Regions from separate parts of the Canis lupus genome. Here region 2 is linked to region 1. The links are chromatin contacts, called in public Hi-C maps. All regions are on one chromosome and are shown on one strand. The core of a region is the stretch at or near the end of the contact, and the rest is flanking DNA. Distances in the headings are between cores, read along the strand shown.

What was found. A called contact is a pair of places that touch in the nucleus more often than the background predicts.
Region 2: a Hi-C map of blood shows a contact between it and region 1, with 4 times the contacts expected there. The contact joins the promoter of CNIH4 here to the promoter of FBXO28 in region 1. A contact is called at or near these places in 2 of 9 Hi-C or Micro-C datasets (blood and liver).

The regions. Positions count from the first base shown.
Region 1 is chr7:40,152,320-40,157,497 of UU_Cfam_GSD_1.0, forward strand. FBXO28 (F-box only protein 28) reads right to left here and starts at 1,911. Exons shown (of 5, transcript XM_038542887.1): 1 at 1,645-1,911. The coding sequence starts at 1,911. LOC102157245 (a long non-coding RNA gene) reads left to right here and starts at 2,020. Exons shown (of 5, transcript XR_005362327.1): 1 at 2,020-2,311.
Region 2 is chr7:39,976,359-39,981,680 of UU_Cfam_GSD_1.0, forward strand. CNIH4 (protein cornichon homolog 4) reads right to left here and starts at 1,523. Exons shown (of 5, transcript XM_038542875.1): 1 at 1,366-1,523. The coding sequence starts at 1,434.

The sequences.
Region 1 (5,178 bases), core at 661-3,160:
ATAAGAAAATAGTTCCCCATTACTAAACCCGAGGGAAAAGACTCCTCTCTGAGACATAAAATTGCAGAATCTTTTGTGGGGTGCGGTGAAAAGGAAGGTAGCACAGGGGATGGGAAGGGGCTCTTTATGAAAAATCTTTGAAGCAACAAAAGGCTAGAATAGATGACTGCTTTACAATTAAGAATGCAACTGAATATTTCACTTGAAAGAGATCTCATTTATTAATAAACTGAGGGATGTATTTTAACTCTGTCCCCTGAGAAGCTAGTTTTTTCTCCCTTAAGAAATGTTTTAAAAAAGTAAATGACTAACAAACAAAAAAACAGTTTCCCCCCCACACTTACAAAAAACAGAACTGGGAATATTTCAAGCTTTACAAAAGCCATTGTCTGACTGAGGCTCAATCCAATCAAATGTTATGCCCAGTTTCCAGACACCATGAACCTCGATCAAAGACCATCCTTTATAAACACCGGAAAGAACATTTAAGATTCTATATGGAATTCTAGGATGACATGTATGGGAATTCAGGGACAATCAATTTTGAAATATGACTTTTCCACCGAAGAATCTTCCATTCTTGCAGACTGGGGGGTCGGGGGTGGAGGGGCAGAACCGCTGGGTTCACTGGAAAAAAAAAAACCTTGGGTCATCAGTTTGTGCCAGAATTTATAAACTTTCTTTAAAAAGTATGGTTCCCTTTCAAAAGCGCAATTATCATCCCGTTAAAACTGCAAGTGTACACCCAGAGTGTGGCCCGTGAAGGGGAAAATGCTGTACGCTGTACATTCAGAAATACGTCTTTGTCCTCTTAAAAACAATCCCCGCACAGATTTAGCTCCTACACAGAATCGGTGTGCGATCTCTCCAACATGTCCACCTCCTTCGATTTCCTTCCCACTTAAAGATAAATTCCCCGACAGGAAGCAAAACACGTCCCTGAACCAAGCGGTTCGTCACCCCCTCCAGGGAAGGCGGGGGTGGGGGGAGGGGGCGAGGTCGAAGCCCACCGGCTCGTCGGTCCGTCCTGGAAGCCACTCAACTCCTGAGATTTGAAGCTGGCGGGTGGGCGTTAAGTCACTAGTTAGAACACGAACTGCGAGAGAAACCAACCCTGTCCAGGGGCGAGGTGCTCCCCGAGGGCGGAGTGCCGGGCGAGGCCGAGCCGGACGCGCTCTCGGTGGGCTCTACGTTACGGGTCACCTGGGGAGCGGGCCCCCCCCGGAGCTCACGCCCCCCGGGCCCCCGGGCCCCCCGGGCCCCCCGGGTGTGGGGAGGCCTCGCCGACCCTTCTCCATCTCCTCCGACAGGGAGACCTGGGTCCGGGGCTGCGGGGGGCCAGGCTGGGCACAGTGCGCGCTTCCTGCCGACCCACCGAACCTGGCCGGCCGGGCCGCGGGGCCGGGCGCCGGAGCACCCAAGGGGCGACCGGAGCCGCGGGCCGGCGCTGGGACGCCCGGCTCCCGGCGGGGGCGGCGAGCCCCCAGCCCCGCGGCAGGAAGGGGACGCCTCCGCCGCCCGGCGCCGGCACCCCGCGTACTGGAGCCGGCTGTGGCTCCCTCCCCTGGGGACGCGCTCCCCGCTCCGCCCCTCCCCAGACCGCGGCCGGCGGAGGGGGCGGCGGGGGTCCCGCGGGGGCCTCACCAGGCGGAGCTGGCTAATTTCGTCGTAGGACATAAAGCTGAGGATGTTCTCGATGGCTACGATGGGCAGCGCCACCAGCGTGTTGTTTTGAGGCAGCTGGTCGGGAGCCAGCGCCGGGGCTGGGGGCGCCTGGGAGCCCGGCTGCGGGGCCGGGGGCGGGGGCGGGGGGGGCAGTCGCTGGGCAGAGCCGACGGCCGAAGAGGGGCCGCCGTCGCCGTGGCCGCCGCCTCCTTCCTCAGCCATCCGCTCCTCCGACGCCGCCGCCATCTTGGGGGTTTGATTCCTTCCCCCCACTGCAAGGGGACCAGGGCCGCTTCCGGTGCGTCACTTCCGCCCCGGGCCGCGGGGGGGCGGGGCCGCCGAGGGGGCGGGGTCTGCGCGGAGCGAGGCGGCGCGAGCGGGTCTCGGGGTCCGCGGTCGGGGTGGCGGGGTGGCCGGGCCTCCTCCGTCCCGGGAACGGGGCCTTTGGAAGCCCTCCGACCCGAGGCCGGCAAGGACCGGAGGGCGAGGGAGCCCTGCCTGCCCGAGTGCAGCCCGCGGGGGCGGCTTTCTGGGCGCGCCTCCTGACGCGGGCGGGGAGTAGTGTTGCCTGGCGAGTGTGGACGCGACGTGGGCAGCGCGTGGTCGCCGGTGCAGTCGGGCGGTCCCTTCAGGCGGACGGCGGGGAGTGAGTACTCATCAGGGCCACCGGGCGGATGGACCTGGGAAACACCGTGCTGAATGCAAGAGGCCAGACCCACAGGGCAGCATTGGGGTGGGGGTGGGGGGGCGGCACGGGGCGGTGCGCGGGGCTCCGGGGGCCGGGAGTGGGGCGGGGGGAGGGGAGGGTCCTGCTGGGGGATGCAGGGGGAGAAGCGTCCTGCTTGGGGGGGGGGGGGGGGGCGGAGGGAGAGGGATGGGAGAGCGAGAGGCAGCCTGCTGTGGGGACGAGGTGGGGGGGGAGGTCCTGCTGGGGGATGCAGGGGGAGAAGCGTCCTGCTTGGGGGGGGGCAGAGTGAGAGGAGGGAGAGGCATCCTGCGTTGGCGGGGGCCGGGGTCCTGGTGAGGGATGGGAGAGCGAGAGGCAGCCTGCTGTGGGGACGAGGTGGGGGGGGAGGTCCTGCTGGGGGATGCAGGGGAGAAGCGTCCTGCTTGGGGGGGGTGGAGGGAGAGGGATGGGAGAGCGAGAGGCAGCCTGCTGTGGGGACGAGGTGGGGGGAGGTCCTGCTGGGGGATGCAGGGGGAGAAGCGTCCTGCTTGGGGGGGGGGGCGGAGGGAGAGGGATGGGAGAGCGAGAGGCAGCCTGCTGTGGGGACGAGGTGGGGGGGGAGGTCCTGCTGGGGGATGCAGGGGGAGAAGCGTCCTGCTTGGGGGGGGGGGCGGAGGGAGAGGGATGGGAGAGCGAGAGGCAGCCTGCTGTGGGGACGAGGTGGGGGGGGAGGTCCTGCTGGGGGATGCAGGGGAGAAGCGTCCTGCTTGGGGGGGGTGGAGGGAGAGGGATGGGAGAGCGAGAGGCAGCCTGCTGTGGGGACGAGGTGGGGGGAGGTCCTGCTGGGGGATGCAGGGGGAGAAGCGACCTGCTTGGGGGGGGCGGAGGGAGAGGGATGGGAGAGCGAGAGGCAGCCTGCTGTGGGGACGAGGTTGGGGGAGGTCCTGCTGGGGGATGCAGGGGGAGAAGCGACCTGCTTGGGGGGGGGCGCAGGGTGAGAGGAGGGAGAGGCATCCTGCGTTCCTGGGGGCCGGGGTCCTGGTGAGGGATGGGAGAGCAAGAGGCAGCCTGCTGTGGGGATGAGGTGAGGGGGGAGGTCCTGCTGGGGGATGTAGGGGGAGAAGCGACCTGCTTGGGGGGGGCAGGGTGGGAGGAGGGAGAGGCATCCTGCGTTGGGGGGGGCCGGGGTCCTGGTGAGGGATGGGAGAGCAAGAGGCAGCCTGCTGTGGGGATGAGGTGAGGGGGGAGGTCCTGCTGGGGGATGCAGGGGGAGAAGCGTCCTGCTTGGGGGGGGGGCAGAGGGAGAGGGATGGGAGAGCGAGAGGCAGCCTGCTGTGGGGACAAGATGGGGGGGAGGGCCTGCTGGGGGATGCAGAGGGAGAGGTGTCCTGGTTGGGGGGGGCAGGGTGGGAGGAGGGAGAGGCATCCTGCGTTGTGAGGGGTGGGGTCCTGGTGAGGGATGGGAGAGCAACAGGCAGCCTGCTGTGGGGACAGGGAGGGGGATGGAGGGGGAGGTCCTGCTGGGGTAGTAAATCCTGGCAGGCAGAGGATTAGTGGGGTGGGGGACAGGGTGTGTCTCAACAGAGAATTGATTGAGGCAAGAGTCCTCAAAAAAATGCTAAAAGGAGAAAGTAAAGGTAGGTGGAACGTAATATTTAGGTGGTCTCAAAATAACTCCCTACAAATTGCATATTACTTGCAAAAATAAAAAGTTTGCAATAGAGAAATTTGGTGGACACTACCATAATCAAATCATTAACATTAATATCCAGCGTTTTGAGAGGAATGGACACCACATACCTCCTGATATGATATCCTCAAAAGAAGTGACACAAGATAGTATTCCTGAAAAAAGAAAAAAAGGAAGCATAACCGTTATTTGAAATGGGCCAATCTGGCTGATTGTTCCATGCTCCTCAAAAGCATTGTCATGAAAGACAAGGAATGGAGATTCGTGCCAGGTTAGGAGAGACTGAGAAGGGAAGGTAATTGCAGTCATGGATGATCCTGAATTGGATCCTGGATTAGGAAAAATACCTAAAAACAACATTATTGTGACAATTGGCAAAATTTGAATGTGGATTATGTATTAGATAATATTGTGATCATATTACATCTTTTGATTTGGATAATTTTATTGTGCTCTTGTCAGAGAATGTCCTTGTTCTCAGAAAATACATATTGAAATATTTAGGGGTGAAGGGGCATATCTCAATTTGATCTTAATAGCTCCATAGAGAATGAGAGTAATAAAGCAAATATGATAACTGTTAACAAGTGGTGAATCTGGATGAAGAGTAGACTTGTACTATCTAGCAATTATTTCAGAATGAAAACTTTTTGGAGGTAGTATTTGTGAAAGTCCGTAAAGGGAAAGGTCACCAAGGTGGATTCTGGGTGCAGAAGGGGAGGCTGAAAGAGGCAGCCCCATGACTCAGGGTCAGTGTCAAACCCAACAGAAGAACCCTCAACCAGGAAGAATCCTGAACTCCAGGCCCCAATGGGAAAGATGGGCGCTACAACTCCCGCAAGAAGTGAGCACCCCTGCAGCTCAGCCAGTGACAAGTCACCATCACCCTCAACTCTGCCTTTTCTCCAGCGGACTTTGCTTCAGAACAACCCCTCCCAGCCTCCTCCTCTTTGCCCATAAAACAATGTTCGTCTCCTTTGTTGGTTGGACTTGTCTATGGTCTTGCCATAGCTCGCAGGTCCCAAACTGCCATTCTCTGCTATTCCACTTTCGCAGGTAAAGTGACTAACTTTTATTTTTAAGGTAACAGTATTTCTGGGTTTTTGTATCCTTATCATATCCCATAACAAAGATCAGGGTGCACAGATGACTGAAT
Region 2 (5,322 bases), core at 273-2,772, 180 kb before region 1:
GCTCCCCCCCCCCCCCCCCCCCCCACCCCCCGCAGCCTCCCACCCCCCACAGGGTTGCTTGGCCCTGACCCACCCCCGCGTGGACCCCTGCACAGCTCCCCTAGAACAGGGCTGCTCCCTCCCCAGAGGACCCCGCCCCCCCTTGCACGGACCCTCTCAGGTGCCCCCCCAGCACAGAGCTGATCCGCCCCCACCCACACGGACCCCCAGCACAGGGCTGCTCCCCCCGCAGGCCCCCCCTGCATGCCCCGCCCCCCCAGCAGGCCCCCCTGCACGCCCCACCCCCCAGCACAGGGCCGCTCCCCCGCAGGCCCCCCTGCATGCCCCGCCCCCTCAGCAGGCCCCCCTGCACGCCCCACCCCCCAGCACAGGGCCGCTCCCCCGCAGGCCCCCCTGCATGCCCCGCCCCCCCAGCAGGCCCCCCTGCACGCCCCACCCCCCAGCACAGGGCCGCTCCCCCGGCAGGCCCCCCTGCATGCCCCGCCCCCCCAGCAGGCCCCCCTGCACGCCCCCCCCCCCAGCACAGGGCCGCTCCCCCGCAGGCCCCCCTGCATGCCCCGCCCCCCCAGCAGGCCCCCCTGCACGCCCCACCCCCCAGCACAGGGCCGCTCCCCCGGCAGGCCCCCCTGCATGCCCCGCCCCCCCAGCAGGCCCCCCTGCACGCCCCACCCCCCAGCACAGGGCCGCTCCCCCGGCAGGCCCCCCTGCATGCCCCGCCCCCCCAGCAGGCCCCCCTGCACGCCCCACCCCCCAGCACAGGGCCGCTCCCCCGCAGGCCCCCCTGCATGCCCCGCCCCCTCAGCAGGCCCCCCTGCACGCCCCACCCCCCAGCACAGGGCCGCTCCCCCCGCACGCCCCCCTGCATGCCCCGCCCCCCCAGCAGGCCCCCCTGCACGCCCCACCCCCCAGCACAGGGCCGCTCCCCCCGCAGGCCCCCTGCATGCCCCGCCCCCCAGCACGGGGCTGCCCCGCCCGCCCGCCCCGCACTTCGCCCGCGTCCCAGGCTGGGCCCGGCCGCCAAGGCCTCCCGAGGTCCCGCGGCGCTCCGACAAGGGCGGCGGCGACTGTCGCCCCCAGCGACCACAGGCGGCCCGTGGCGGCCGCTCACCGGGCGCCCGGACGCAGAGGTCCCCGCGGCCCGCCAGGGAGGCCCGCCGCTCTGCCGCTCAGGGCCGGGCCGGTGCGCGGCGGCGGCGGCGGCCTCCCAGGCCCGGCCCCCCCCCTGCGAGGCCGTCCTCCCGCCCGGCTCGCCGCCCCACTCCCGGCCGGGCCGCCCGTGCCCCCGCGCACCTGCCCGGCCCCGCCTCAGCCCCATTCCCCGGGCGCCGGGCCCGGCCGGCCTCCGCCCGCCTCAGGCAAGGATACGAAGTACACCGAGAGGAAGATGAGCGCGCAACAGTCGAGGAGAGAGAAGACGAACACCACCGCCTCCATCCTCCGCCGCCGCTCCTTCCGTCAAACCAGCCCCGGCGCCCGCCGCGCCCGCCGCGCCGCCCGCCCCTGATAGGCCCTCGCCCGGCCGCTGGAGCGCGTCGCACGGGCGCCGACACACGGCATGCCGGGAAATGTAGTCGGCCCCCGAACCCCCGGCCGCCGTCGTTCCGACGCATGCTGGGAAGTGTAGTTCGTGAGCACGACCCCCGGCGCTGAGGAAGTACGGGAGCCTACGGTCAATCTGATGCGTCCCGGAAATTGTGACGAGAATCAGCGAGCATTGGCTGGACCTGGTAATCTGCTGGGTACCCAGTACAACTTGTTATCATGGGCAGTGTCTCTTTTAGTTTCCGCGTGAGGCCCACTAGGTCCCCCCCACCCCCGGGCCACGCCAAGAGGCTGTCCTGCCAAAGCCCGGGTCCACCCGCAACGACCCTTGGCTTGCCGGCGGACACCTGCCCTTTCCTGATCTCGGTTTCTCCGGGGCTTTCACGGTCCCTTGCTTGTGTTACAGCAACGATTCTCTGCACTCTAGGTTTTAGGATTCTCACTCAGCAAGTACGTATTGACTCCACCCCCAGTACCTGCCGGGACCTGCCCTACGCCCGCCCGCGATGCGCGATGCGCGATGCAGGAAGGTGCGAGGCAGGTGGCTCAGCGGTTGAGCATCTGCCTTGGGCTCAGGGCGTGACCCCGCGGTCCCAGGATCGAGTCCCGCATCGGGCTCCCTGCATGGAGCCTGCTTCTGTCTCTGCCTCTCTCTCTGTGTGTCTCATGAATAAGTAAATAAAAATCTTAAAGAAATGTGCCACGCAAACTAAGCAGTAAGTGGAGACCAGATAGAGGGGAAAGGTTTCTTTAAAGGCAAATTATGGGATCCCTGGGTGGCGTAGCGGTTTGGCACCTGCCTTTGGCCCAGGGCGCGATCCTGGAGACCCGGGATCGAATCCCACGTCAGGCTCCCGGTGCGTGGAGCCTGCTTCTCCCTCTGCTTGTGTCTCTGCCTCTCTCTCTCTCTCTCTCTCTCTCTCTCTCTCTGTGACTATCATAAATAAATAAAAATTTAAAAAAATATAAAGGCAAATTATACCAAAAGGCATACATTCATTCAACCAGTATTTCCTGAGCAGCTAGTGTATGCAGTTACTGGGCCGTAGGGATCCCTGATGAACAAGAGGGGGAAAGTCCTCGCCTTCCTGTAGCTCCCACTACAGTAGGGGAGACAGAGGAAGGAAAACAGTCTTAGACTGAACCATCAGAAAAAGCCAGACTGAGGAACTGCTTTTAATTTGAAATCTGAACGATAGCTAGCTGAAGATTTGCAGGCAGAGTGATTGCAAAGGCCCGATTGCTCATAAAAACTTGTCTTTAAGAACAGGCGAAAAGGCAGTGCGCTGTACTACAATGAATAAGAGTGTGTGAGTTTTGAGAGAACATCAGAGGTGGCAGGGCAAGGTCACACAGGTCTCGGGATCCCTGGCAAGTTTATTTTATTTTATTTTAAAGATTTTATTTATTCGTTCATGAGAGTCACAGAGAGAGAGAGAGGCAGAGACACAGGCAGAGGGAGAAGCAGGCTCCATACAGGGAGCCTGACCCTGACGTGGGACTCGATCCCCGGTCTCCAGGATCACGCCCTGGGCTGAAGGCAGCGCTAAACCGCTGAGCCACCTGGGCTGCCCCTGGCAAGAAGTTTAACTTCTATTCTAATGTGCTGATAAACCACTGGACAGTTTTAAGAGTATCTTGGTCTAGAGGCACCGTGATGGCTCAGTTAAGCACCTGCCTTTGGCTCAGGTCATGATCTCAGGGTCCTGGGATTGAGCACCAAGTCAGGCTCTGTGCTCAGTGAGGGGGTCTGCTTCTCCCTTTTCCTCTGCTTGTGTATGCCCTTGCCCTGCCTCTCTCTCTTAAATAAATAAATAAATAAATCTTTTTTTAAAGTACCTTGTTCTGATTTACATTTTAAAAATATCCTTCTGTTTGGTGCACTAAATGTATGGAAGAGGCACAAGGTTGCAAGGAGACCACTTAGGAGAAAAATGGATGAATAGGGGAATCAGCATGAAGGAAAACCAACAGGATTTGCCTGACACAGCATAAGTTCGTAGGATCCTTAAGGATTCATAAGTTAAAGCTAGACAGGCTGGTAACAGATTTTTTATGAACCAGCTATTATTATCCTACTGCACCTTGTCCACACCTCTACCAGAGCCCTCACACATCGGCTGCTTGACATGCCCAGCCAGCCATGCCTTACATTGCAATAAAAATAACAGATTTTATTAGTTTTGTACCCTCAGTACTTTTTATCCTGTAAATAGCTGGTGTTCCATAAATGTTTGCCAAGTGAATGATCTATACTGACTGTAAGGAGAAGTTTCATTAAATTTATTCCAGATTTTCTTAAAAACATACACCTCATGCCCCATTTCTCTTAAGTTGGAGCAGAAAACACTGGCTATCCCATAGTCTTTATCTGTTGCTTTATTCTGAGTAAATTTAAAAGTTGGTACCATCATCAAGGGTTAGAATTACCAGTTCTAATTAAGATAGCCTTTGGGGATGCCTGGGGGACTCAGTGGTTGAGCATCTGCCTTCATCCCAGGGAGTGATCATCCCAACAACGAGATAAACTCATTTCAGCCCACAGTTTGGCTCATGGGCTCTGGCGTCAGACTCCACGTCTGGGAGAACATCAGAGGTGGCAGGGCAAGGTCACACAGGTCTCAGGGATCACTGGGTCCTAACAACAAATAAAAAGCCAAACAAACTGAAAAATCAACAATTTTTAGATCTGTCAGAGAAGTGAGGTCACTGCTCCAAATAGGGGAGACAGACAGACCATTATAATCACAACTTGCCAGGGCAGAAATCTCTGTGAACCAGTACTGGGGCAGGAAAACCTGATCATTGATTGACGAAAGGTTGGAGGCTCCATAGAGACAAGCCTGAATATAAAACTCCAGAGGGCTGGGGCATCTGGGAGGCTCACTCGGTTAAGTGACTCTTGATTTTGGCTTGGGCCATGATCTCAGGGTTGTGAGATGGAGCACCTCCACCCTGCCCATGTGGTGCTCTGCGCTGGGCGTGGAGCCTGCTTGGGATTCTCACTCTGCCCCTCCCCCTCCCTCTATAAAAAAAACCCAAAGCATAAAAACAAAAACACTCCAGGGACCACACTAAGTGCATCTGAACTCCTGAAGCTCTCCCACATCTTCCTACTGATGATCAAAGAAAAACCGTCTTCCAACAGGGGAAGGCAAAAAGTGGCCATTTGAAAATGCCAGAGTGGGACAGTGTTACTTGAAAGCAGACCTGGAGTAAGCATAAACATATACTGCAAAATCTAGGGAAACTACAAAAGAAAGTAAAAGAAGTGTAATTGATATGTTGAGAAAGAAGAGAAAAAGAAATCATATTAAATGCTCAATTAAATTCCTAAATGGCAGTGGGGCACCGGGGTGGCTTAGTCCGCTAAACATCCGACTCTTGGTTCAGCTCAGGTCACCATCTCAGGGTCCTGGCTGCGCTCAGCACAGAGTGTGCTAAAGATTCTATATCTTCTCCCTCTGCCCCTCCCCAAACTCATATGCTCTAAAAAATTTAACTAAATCTTTAAGTTTCCTTTAAAGTAAAGCTTATTTTAAAAATAAAATAAAATCACAAATGGCAGAAAAAGAGTAGAAGACAAAAATAGGAACGAATACCAAGGCAACGAATAGAAACCAGTAACAAATATAATAGATATGAATCCAACTATATCAATTATCACTTTAAACATCAATGGTCTAAATTATAAGACAGGGATTATCATAGTAGATCAGAAAACAAGACCTGACTATATATTGTCTAGAAGAAGCTCACTTTATTTTTTTTATTTTTATT